2 separate regions of the Columba livia genome follow, and region 1 is linked to region 2. Evidence: chromatin contacts called from public Hi-C data. All regions are on one chromosome and are shown on one strand. The core of a region is the stretch at or near the end of the contact, and the rest is flanking DNA. Distances in the headings are between cores, read along the strand shown. Region 1 overlaps RBFOX2 (RNA binding fox-1 homolog 2). Region 2 holds the start of RBFOX2 (RNA binding fox-1 homolog 2).

What was found. Hi-C and Micro-C count contacts between places; a contact is called where the count stands out from the background.
Region 1: a Hi-C map of crop shows a contact between it and region 2, with 2.4 times the contacts expected there. The contact joins the enhancer-like site here to the promoter of RBFOX2 in region 2. A contact is called at or near these places in 2 of 2 Hi-C or Micro-C datasets (crop and liver).

Annotation. Positions count from the first base shown.
Region 1 is chr1:174,129,411-174,134,973 of bColLiv1.pat.W.v2, reverse strand. The region is part of intron 2 of RBFOX2 (RNA binding fox-1 homolog 2); the gene reads right to left. Among named protein-coding and RNA genes, the nearest start is that of MB, 94 kb to the left of the region's middle. Within about 2 kb of position 1,588, at least 2 of the 3 cell types and tissues checked have an H3K27ac peak away from gene starts, as active enhancers do.
Region 2 is chr1:174,027,755-174,033,480 of bColLiv1.pat.W.v2, reverse strand. RBFOX2 (RNA binding fox-1 homolog 2) reads right to left here and starts at 3,126. Exons shown (of 12, transcript XM_065048158.1): 1 at 2,703-3,126. The coding sequence starts at 2,912.

The DNA.
Region 1 (5,563 bases), core at 339-2,838, 100 kb before region 2:
CTCAATATTTTGTTCCGGATCGGTTCTTTATCACCTACCCTGGCTGTACTCTTCCCACAAGTACAATATTCCAAGTGAATATTTTCCACTTCATAGTCCAACTTTCTTAGGAAAAAAGATTTCCATAAGATGACTAGCTTTCAACAAATAAATATGAAAATAAAGTCTCAAAATATTACAAATCCTGTCATACACTAATCCAGCAGGCACCCAGAGTGACAGAAGCATCTCCCACACAAGTGAGATTACTTTACTATTGGGTGAAGAGGGTTAAGTTTCTTCTTCTGGACCAGAATTCAAATGAATCATAGCTAAGAAACAGTGTGCTGCAGATGTGTCACGTATGTTTAATCCAAGCTAACCACGATTAGCTTTTCAGCAGATTAGCAAACCGATCACACTCACAGCTGCATGACTGCAAATCCTCACACAGGGAGGCAGCAGGAACTGGAGGCTGGTGGTGGGGAAGGAGTGTGGGTGATGGCTCTTTCAGGGATCATCTACGGGTGCACCAGGGTTCCTGGGCACTTGTGTACATGACTCTCAGACGGCTCTGTGCTGGTTTTCTGCCTTACTCCTGACCACTAACCCGTGGTTCCTGGTGCTGCTCTGTAAAAGAAGGGCTACAAGAACAGGGAAATATAACAGGAAAGAAAATCCCACCCGGCCTTGTGGTAACTCTCAACCAGGCTGTCAGGTTAGTGTCACAGCTACCGTTATCTCAGCTAATTCTGCAACCAGTCTGCTCACTCCAGACAGCTTTGTTTCAAGGAAGACAGTAGTTCTCTGGGTGACGTCATATTTCTAAAAAACTGCTTCTCCAACTCCAGTCAGGTACCTGAGCTGGACTGATAAGCTTTTCATCCCACGTCCCTGCTCTGCAAATGGACTATCACCCTGTATCTGCAAGCACATCACCACGTCTCAGTGAGTGCGGAAAGTTATTCCGGCAACCTCAAGAATTCAAACTGCTTTCCTGAATGTTTAAACCCTCATGAAGCTCATTCAACCCCTTAGAAAGATTTATATCTACTTTAGTTACAGAGGAATTTTTCAAAGACCTTACTATGTGATGCAGCTATCTCTAAGAGACTCTTCCAGATCTCTCTGTATATTCAGTGCTCTTCTAAGAAGGATTCTGAATATTGCTTTTGGCATGGGGCTTCTCTGTCACCCTCTCCCCTGCTGTGAGGGGAATGAGCTGAAAGTGGTACAGAGCTGTGTGGAGGTGCTGGTCCAAGCTGACTTGGCTCTTGGAGGATGGACACACCTCAAAGCCCCATCACCCAGCTTCACTTACACAGGCCCCTCCAACTCCCCCAATTTCAGTGTCCAGCAGGAAAGTCCTCCCACCTGCCTGCACTAATTCCAGCACCCCACAGGGAAAAGAAGCCCTGCCTCACTGCCAGATGAGGAAAGGAGAAAGTGCCAGGAAGGGGAGAGCACATCTGGAATCCATTGCAGAGTGCTGAATGCCTCGGAAAGAACTGCAGAGCTGGCAGAAACCACAGCGAGGAGCCGCGTGTTTGGGCATGACTATGGAGCAAAGGTGGGGGAAGAGATGTATCCAGCATACTTAAACACAAAACCAGAGCTCCTCTTGGGGCTCTTTTTTTTTAATGCAAGCAGCCAAACATCTCAGTCCCATCACATTTTCACTGCCACTGGCCTAGTGTGGGTAGGGTCAGAATTCAGTACAGGAGACAGGGGATGCGATGCAGCAGCCCCAGCCGAAGCAAACAGGACTCATCTGTGACTCGAGCGCCAGCACTCAGTAACACAGCGACAATATTACTTCAAGCTGCTCTCAGGGTTGAGGTGGGGGGAGGATATCTGAGACTGACTTGGCACATGCTCAGGAACAGAAATTTGATGGTTTAAAAACACAGATTTCTTCCCACAGTTACTCTCCATTCCAGCAATGCATTCTCTTATCTCCTGCTACTAATTTGTTCCAAGAGGAGTTTTCCATTTTCAAGGAAACCTCCACTATGTGTCTCGGAAATCAGAGGTTCTTTAAAGGAATGGCCACAGAGAAGGAACTCACCAATGCAGCAGCCTGGTACAAAGGGTGACTACAGCTGTTTGGATATATTACCAACAAGGAGGGTGTGGGAAGCATTGCTACTTTAGCACGTGGCCTTGACCAGATGAAAAAAATAAGGTGATACACACTTCTGCACATGAATTTTAAAAAGGGAATTAAAAAAACTCAAAAGGGAACAAGCGAGAGCCACAAAAATGACCACAAGATTGGAAAAAGCCACATGGCTGTACACTGAAAAACCTGAAAAGCCCAATCTATTTTGCTTATAATTAAAAAAAGTGTCAACTGACTGTTTTGTGAAAGTATATTAATTGTCAGGAGAGGAAAAAAAAAAGAAGTAGGCACTAATAATATGTAATCTAATGAACAAAGGCATCAATAAAACCAATAGCCAGAAGCTGAGTCTGATAAATTCAGTTCTGGTAAAAGGTACCATTTTAGTTTGTTTACTGATTCCTAAATGACAGTCATTAAGTCAGCTAGTGAGGAGGACTCAGCCCTTTCCATCTCTTCATGCCTTTGTGCTGAAAACATTATGTCATTCAAATCAGAAGCACCTGAGTGAGACATAATGGCCTACAACACATACACCAGAAGACACCATCTGAGGCCAGATCTATAGGACAATGTTCTGGAAAGCTAAGAAGAGCTGGCAGAAGTCAATGCACATAAATTAAAGCAGATTAAACTCAGCAGCAGACACATTTATAAGGAAAATGACTTCACCTTATGGAGGGGAACAAGCTATTGAGAAGTATGGGTGCAGTTTCGTGTACTACCTAATATGATAAACTACCAGCTGGCCTCAGAAGCATGGGCTCTGCTTCCCTCCCCGGCTGTTGCGAGACCAAGTCATGCCACAGCTGTAGCCAGAAAATTAATCCAAACAATAGTTGTCTGTTTGGTCATAAACTGAACTGTCTCGGTTTATATCCGCCTAAGCACGGTGCCCAAAGCAGTGAGGTGGCTGAACATATGGCCAGGGCAGAGAGACGAGGGGGACTATTCTTCTCACAGCAGCCCATAGCTATGCTACATTAAGCGCAACTTGGAAATGCACCTGAAAGCCACTTTGTCCCAGAACAAGAGGTTACTTGGACATTCTGCGTATGTTACTGCCTCTACCTGCTTAGCTTTCAGAGCGTCCCAATGTAAGCCAGTACAGAGTTGGTTTTTACATGGTGAATTGTCAGGTATCTCAGGAAAGAACTCCCCTTTGTTATCAAATCCTTTAGAGTCTCTTTCCCCCAGGCCTTCCAGCTAATATATGTTTACTGAATTCCTGTTGTAACCACAAACCAGCATAGACTTCTCCCTTACAAAGGCCACCTGCACAGCTCAAAGGTGAAGCCCCAGGTCCACAGTGTGTCTGACCATCTTTCACTGCTCCTCCTGGGCTGGGTGTTCTTAATGCAGGTCCTGCAGCGCCCCCGTTCAAGCAGCTCCCTCCGTACCTTTGGAAGCATGCTGCTCGCCCTTGTCACCACCACATCGATGCCTTGGCCACAAAAAGCATGTGTGGGTTTAACAACAGCAATACACCAAATCTTCTCATTAAACTACTGCATATTACTGGTAGTTCCACTTTTAAACCGCTCTATTTCACTGAAGCTAAATCAATAAACCTTAAAAGCTAAATTGATATAAGAACAACTCATTTTGGTGGCATGCCTGTCAGCATCTGCAGCTCCATTAATATGTTACTGCACGCATTCCCATGAAATTTACCCGTCCATAATTCCCAGCGGACATACACCTTCTACAGCCAAGTGCATTAAAGATCCTTTCTCTCCCTGCCTCACTCTGTCTGCTCGCACCTACAGGAAGACAAGAGAACAGGCTACGCAAAACTTAAACCCTTTCAGCCAGTCGGTCTCCCCTTCTGTACATCCCCTTTCACGCATACAGTGTCAGGCTAAACAAAGCCGCCTGCTCCAGGATACAGGCCTAGAAAAAAAGCATTAGCATCTGGCAACCAAGAGCAGCACCCCAGCATAGAAGCCTGAGAGCAAACACAAGTCTCTGGCACGGAGAGGAAACACCGAGACGTATGCCTGACTGCTCCTGTCAATCTTGCAGTGGGGGAATGCCCAATTATTTTTTTTTTAATATATTTTTATCATATTACTGAACGGAAACGCCAGGGACTGCTGCAGCCCCTGTCCCTTGAGGCTCTGCTGCTGCCATCAGGCTGTGCTGCCTTTGCAGCGATGAATATTTAAACAGGGCAATAAATATTTCAGAGCACATTCGTCCCGATGAGAAGTCTACTAGCATAAGGGAGATGAGACAACCAGGCAGGGTCAGGGCTGCTCCCTATTTGCCCCTCTGGCTCCCACACTGCCTGCCCTCCCTTGGCCCTCCTTCCCTCCAGCCCTCAACAGGCACCTGAGAGCCTCAAATATTGATGAGCACAGCTCCGGTTACTTTCCAAACAAGCAAAAACACTGTGAAAAAGTAAAAAGGTGCTCTGCTTTCCAGAGAGGTGCAGAATGCACTTACCACATGCTTTGCCGTCACCTTTTCTGGGGCCTCTGGCTTTTGGGTGTAGTGCTCACACTTGGGGAGAAAAGAATTTGCTTTAAGACCCCACAGGGTCTTAAATCTTTTAATACTGCCCCTTCAAAGAGCAAAAATACAAGCCCACCAAACCCAAAAGCTCAACCAGAGCCTGGCTGAGCGGTGAAGTATGAATGAAAGCCTGTCTCTCCCCCCCACAACTCCCTTCCTTAATTTCAGGACTGCATTTACTCAGGCATTTCTTGCTCGCTAGCAGCTCCGCTGGGCTCTCTGTGGGACGCTAACAGATGTACACAACTTGGCCATCACTGGGACAAATAAAATTGGCTGGAAAACAGGTTTAGGACATACAGAAAATGCATGCATTTATTCAGCTGTCATCTGCATGTCGTTCACGTACTGGGGCTATTTTGACTTTCATGGTGCTAAAAGCTTGCATTTTTAACAAGGATCTTAGCTATGTTCTCACCTATAAATAAACTATTTTTTTTAAATAATTTCAAGGGGTAAATAAAATTTTGCAGTACATTTTGAAAGAAATCAAAATCACACATAAGACACCTGTTCAGGATCAAATTTATAGGGCCATAAAAACCCATGGCGATGCTTAAAACCAGACTTTCATACCAGCTTCCACTGCATATCTCACTAGATTCAAAAGACAAGATATTTCCTGGTCACGCAATATATGGAGAAGCCTTCAGAAAACAGATAGTGCCTACCCTGAATGAAGGGAAGCCAAAAAGACACACTCACTAGGAGCAGCCAAAGGGTTATCTTAAGTGACAGGTGTGAGCTGGCCTGCCCTGGCTAACTGAGCTGCACCAGGGCAGATCCCTTTCAGGGAAAGGCTGTAACTAACAGCATATAACAAATTAGAGGCACCTCTGCCTTTCTCGGTGCTCACATTTTAAAAGATGATGGTAACTAAACTGCAATCTCAACATGCCACATGCTTTCAATGACACCTCTCGGACTGCACAAGGAGAAGCTGCT
Region 2 (5,726 bases), core at 1,877-4,376:
AGCAGAAAACAAGAATCCCAGTAAATGCAAGGGCTACTTTAAGCTTTAAGCCACACTTTGCCCCAAGTTCTTAATAAGTAGCTATTATCTTTTCTTCCTATAGGCTAGTTTTTATATTTCATGTTAACAGACCCCAAAAAAGGCTATTAGTTTTATAGCTGCATTAGTAATTTCTATAGCTAAATGATTTATTTCAGCATCACAAGCTGCGTTCACATCCTGAACCATCGGTAAGTGGGGGTTACGAAAAGAAGAACCCATGGGGAGCATGGCACCCTGCGATTCCTCGCTATCAGCCCAGAGACATGAGGTCACCAAGTTTACAGAGCAACAGCCTGTGGCTCTGGAACAGGAAACAGAAAATTGACAGGACCTGCAGGAAAAACAAGGTACAGCAGTTGCTGGTGTTATTTCCAGCTTCCAGAAAGCCTTTAGTACATGTGAGAGGAGAAAAAAAAAAAAAATGAGAGAAAAAAAATCAAAGAATAGGCTCTTTATTCCTCTTGTAAGCATTACATACAGTTAAACATAGAGAATTTACTATAAAGAACCCGTTATTCCAAAATAAGGTACTTGAAAAGAGTACAACATCTGAACAGAAATCATCACGAAAGGCAATCTTGTGTTTTGACTTTAAGGTAAAAAGATATCCAATTTCCCAAACATTAAAGAACAGATTTTTCCTAGCACTGATGTTATTTGTAAGTTTGGCTTCAAATTTGGTATCTCTTGCAACTGTGAGAAAGCTCTCCAAATAAATAAGCCACACTCTTTAACAGTAAAGAAAACTCAAGGGAAACCTCTGGACATAATGGTGTGTGTGCATACATACATATATATATATATATATGCTTATTTTCATCTTTTATATTGCAAAGATTGAAAATTTTTTTCATATCTACACATACAGGAAGATTAAAATTATGCTAAGAATACCAAGTAACTACAACATGGGGGTCTCAGTGTGAAGGATAGTTATACTGACTATAAACACACTCAACTTTAAAACTGGACTCTACTAGTTGCACTTGTCCACCTAACTTCTCCACTGTTTGCCAGCTTTTCACATGGAAACCAAACCCAGCTTTTTGCTAAGATCCACAATTAATCCCTACTACCATTGCCACCAGTATCACACATTGCAGTGCACATGCACTGTCATAGCCCCGTGGTTGAATGCTGCAATCTTAATATCTTGTACTATTCACTGAACAGATAAAAAAATGCTTTCCTCAACGTAAGCCTAGCAGGAGGGCTTTTATGTATACAGAAACTGTACTCGCTTGCAATTAAAAAAAAAAGACTGTTCTCTTAATCCCATTCAAGTCTCTTCCTGGGCAATTTTCAGTTGATTTACCCCTGGTTTACATCAACACCACCCAGTTTAACCAATAAGTGAAAGTAAACTGGTGCATCCCCTGTAGCTACACAGGACCCATGCCTCAGTTCGACTCTGAATAGCTGGAAGAATTTCATGTCACCATGTTCACACACTCATTCATAATCCCTTGCGAGACACAACGTATAAGCACTCCTTCAATGCTGAGGATCTTTTTCCTTGCAACTATACACACTGTCTGAGTCATACTTGACATCTACATGTGGGAGAAGATACTACTTCAAGGAACGCTGGGGTTTTCACTGGCCCTTGCAGGAGCACGAGCGGCAGCACTCGGGTGTGAAGCTCCAGCCCATGTTCAGCCCACAACATCATGCTGAGAAAAAAGTGATGTCGTGAGGTAGAGAGACCACCCCGAAAGGCCAAACATCAAACAGAAACACAAACTAAATCCTCCTGCTGCAAGCTATTAACAAAAAAAAAATCTTGAGCATGCAAACTGGGGACAGCCTAGGAAATTAAAAGGGAAGATTGCTGGCCAGCATTTGGCATCTGGATGAAAATCACGTTGGAGAGGACAGGATGCTCCCCTTAGAAACTATCAGCAGCACTCACCAACCCAAGCAAAGGTGAAAAGAGAAACAAGTTCGGATGAATAAATCACTCTTCTTCTAAAGGGCTCCAATATACTCGTCACAAGAAGCAGAAACAAAAAAGGCCAGCGCAACTGCCATAATAAAACAACCCTGTACAACACCCAGACAAAGGAAAGCAGAAATACCTTGGCAGCATCACACCAGACACACAAAAGGGAACGCACCTGGAAAGAGCGATGTTGTGGGGACGATCAAAACGTGCTGGTAGAAGACGACAGGCACGCTAAGATCCTGCCGGCAGCCCCAGCGCCGAGCTGGAAAGCGCCCACCAGACACCCCATGAGCCCTTTCCCCACTCCCAGGCAGCACCTGGGATTTCTCCCGATGCCCCACGAGACACACAGCGGCGCGGATAAACCCCCGCCGGTCCCCAAGGCGCCGCCACCCGCGGGTCCCCGGCCGGGGGGCGGGCGCAGAACGGCGGCGCCCGGAGCGCCGGACCCCGCGGCGGTCCCTGAGGCTCAGCCGCGGCCCCACGTGCTGCCTGCGCCCCGGGAGCCGCCGCCGCGGGCCGGGGAGCCCCGGGCAGGAGACCCGCTCCCCGCGCTGCTCCCGACCGCTGCCGGCGGGGGAAAGGGCCGCACGCCCGTCATCAGCGCGCTGAATCCTGCAAACCGAAATTAAACGCGACCCGGCCCGGCCGCCCCACTCCCGCCGAGCCCCGGTCCGGGAGAGCCGGCGAGGGCCCGGCCCACTCCTGCCGCTACCTGCATGCCGCCGCCGTCGGCCTCCGCCTCCGTCCGCAGCCGCTTGCTGTGGCCGCCCTCGGCGCCGTCCCCACCGGGCATGGGCTGCTCCAGCTCCGGCTCCCGCTTCACGCCGCGGGCGGCCCCTCCGCCGCCGCCACCGGCGGTCAGGAGCTGCGGCTGTGGCTGCTGCTGCTGCTGCTGCTGCGGGGGCTGGCCGCCCTCCGCCATCCGCGCCGCCGGAGCCCCGGCCGCCCCCCGCCGCGATCGCCCCGCTCTGTCACCGCGACGCCCGGCGCTACCGGAGGAGGAGGAAGACGAGGAGGGCGAACCCCGCGCCGCGACCAGAGCAGCGGGCGCGACGGGCTCCGACCCACCGGAGCGCCTCGGTCACGGGCTCGGCGGCGGCTGGGGAGGGGCCGAAGCCCCTCGGCAATCTCCGGAAGCGCCGGTCCAGCCGCCGGAGCCGCGCGACCCCCACTCGGCAACCTTCGGCGGCGGCGGCGGGAGGGGCTCGGGCAGGGCGGGGCGGGGCTCGGCGCGGGGCGGGGCGGGGCCGCCGCGGGACACAGGCCTCGCGCTCCCGCCGCTGCCACGGGGCCGCGCGGGGCGGCGGGAAATGGCCGCCTGGGGCCCGGCGCTCCCGCCGCACCCGGAGCGCGTCTGAGGCGGCGTCCGCCCAGCCACGCACCCGCGCGGCCGAGCCCCAGCGGCCTGGGCCGAGCGATGGCCGCAGCGCTGGGGCGCGAAGGCGGCCTGGGCTGTGCCTGACCCTGGCGGCGTCGTTTTGCACTGGGGCTGGGCCAGAGGCTTTGTGGTTTGGGCCGGTGCATCTTTGTAAGGGACCGGGGTGGATGCAGGACCCCTCCGCAGGGCTGGGGCGGTCACGTTGGCCGCGGGGCCGCAGAGCTGTGTCCCCTCAGTCCCCGCCACAGGCACAGCCAGGTTCCTGTCCCCGCTCTGCCACGCCGCCTCTCGGGGTGAGGTTTGCACGGCTCTGCCTGTACAGGCGGTGCTGGGCTGTGCCGAGTCTGAGGTGAGGGGTGCAGACCATCCACCTTCTGGGGATGTGCCGCCCAACCCAGTACCTGGTGCCGCCCAACCCAGTACCTGGTGCCGCCCAACCCAGTACCTGGTGCTGCCCCTACCCAGTACCTGGTGCTGCCCAACCCAGTACCTGGTGCCGCCCAACCCAGTACCTGGTGCCGCCCAACCCAGTACCTGGTGCCGCCCAACCCAGTACCTGGTGCCGCCCAACCCAGTACCTGGTGCTGCCCCTACCCAGTACCTGGTGCTGCCCCTACCCAGCACAGCCGCCCGTGACTCGTGGGGTGTGTCTGTTCGGCGTTTTCCAGCAGTCCTCCGGGCTGTTGTGGGCAGCTCCGCACAGTCTGCATTGGATTTTCTGGAGAAAGGGGCTGATCTGCTTTCCCACTCCTGATGGCCCCTGTGGGTTTCTCCTGCATTTTTATATGTAACTCTAAATTCCTCCTGCTGCAGAAGGCTTCCAACCAGGTGGAAACACCGGTCTTCAAAAACATGAAGCCTGTTCATGAGCCCTTTAGTACATCACATTTTTGACTTCGGGAAACAAATTTGGGATTCTCCACAGAAACAAGAAATTGATTTTATTACAAAGCTGCTGTCTCGTAGTACCAAGAACAATGTCTGCTCTAAAACAAGGACCACACAGGCAACCTGTACTGTCCCAAAAGTAGTCTGGAAGCCATGGCAACTTGATGGAGAACGGATCTGCAGATCATAATACAAATCTGTGGTTGGCTTTATTATGGGATGCGAGTGGCACTCCTCTTCTGCCTGCCTTCCTCCTGCTGAGGAAAAGGAATGAAAGCCAGGAATGGAGGTGGTCATTGTAAGTCAATGCACCTAGGAGTAAGCCCTTCTTGACTTGCAATCCCAAGCACAAGCACAGACTGGGTAGAGAATGTATTGAGAGCAGCTCTGAAGGGAGGGACTTGGGGCTGTTGTTTGATGAGGAGCTCAACGTGACCCAGCAATGTGTGCTTGCAGCCCAGAAAGCCAACCATATCCTGTGCTGTATCAGAAGGAGCATGACCAGCAGGTCGAAGAAGGTGATTCTGCCTCTGCTCTGGTGAGACCCCACCTGGAGTCCTGCGTGCATCTCTGGGGCTTCAACATAAGAAGGACATGGACCTGTTGGAGAGGGACCAGAGGAGGCCACGAAGATGATCAGAGGGCTGAAGCGCCTCTCGTATGAGGACAAGACTGAGAGAGTTGGGGTTGTTCAGCCTGGAGAACAGAAGGCTCTAGGGAGACCTTCTAGCAGCCTTTCAGTACCTAAAGGGGACCTACAAGAAAGCTGGAGAGGGACTTTTTACATGGGCATGTAGGGACAGGACAAGGGGTAATGGCTTTAAACTGAGAGAGGGTAGATTTAGATTATACAGAAGGAAGAAATTCTTCGCCATGGGGGTGGTGAGATACTGGAACAGGCTGCCCTGAGAAGCTGTGGGTGCCCCGTCCCTGGCAGTGTTCAAGGCCAGGTTGGATGGGGCTTTGAGCAACCTGGTCTAGTGGAAGGTGTCCCTGCCCATGGCAGAGGGTTGGAACTAGATGATCTGTAACGTCCCTTCAAAACCAAACCATTCTACGAATCTATGATGACTTCTCAGATATCACCATGTGTAGCAAAGCCTGTGGACTGGTTAGGTTGTCTTGATGTGTCTTTGAACATCTGCTGATCTTCATGACATGATAGAGCCTTTGGTTTTGAGTGACAGTTACAATACATGACTCCAGTCCTCCCTTACACCACATTTTTCCTGATCCAAAAATAGTTTTCAAGGCCACATTAAAAGCTATTTTAAGTGGTATGTTTTTGTGCTGAGGTGCCAGCTTGTCTCCTCCAGTGAAGGGGAAAATCTCTTTTTTCAAAATGATTACAAATCCCCATGGAGTGGCAGGCGCCCAGAGGACATTTACATGCAGCTTCTGTCTGCTCACCCACCGAAGGTAAACACGTGTCTCATTCATCTTGACTGGGTTTGATGAAATGAGCCAGAC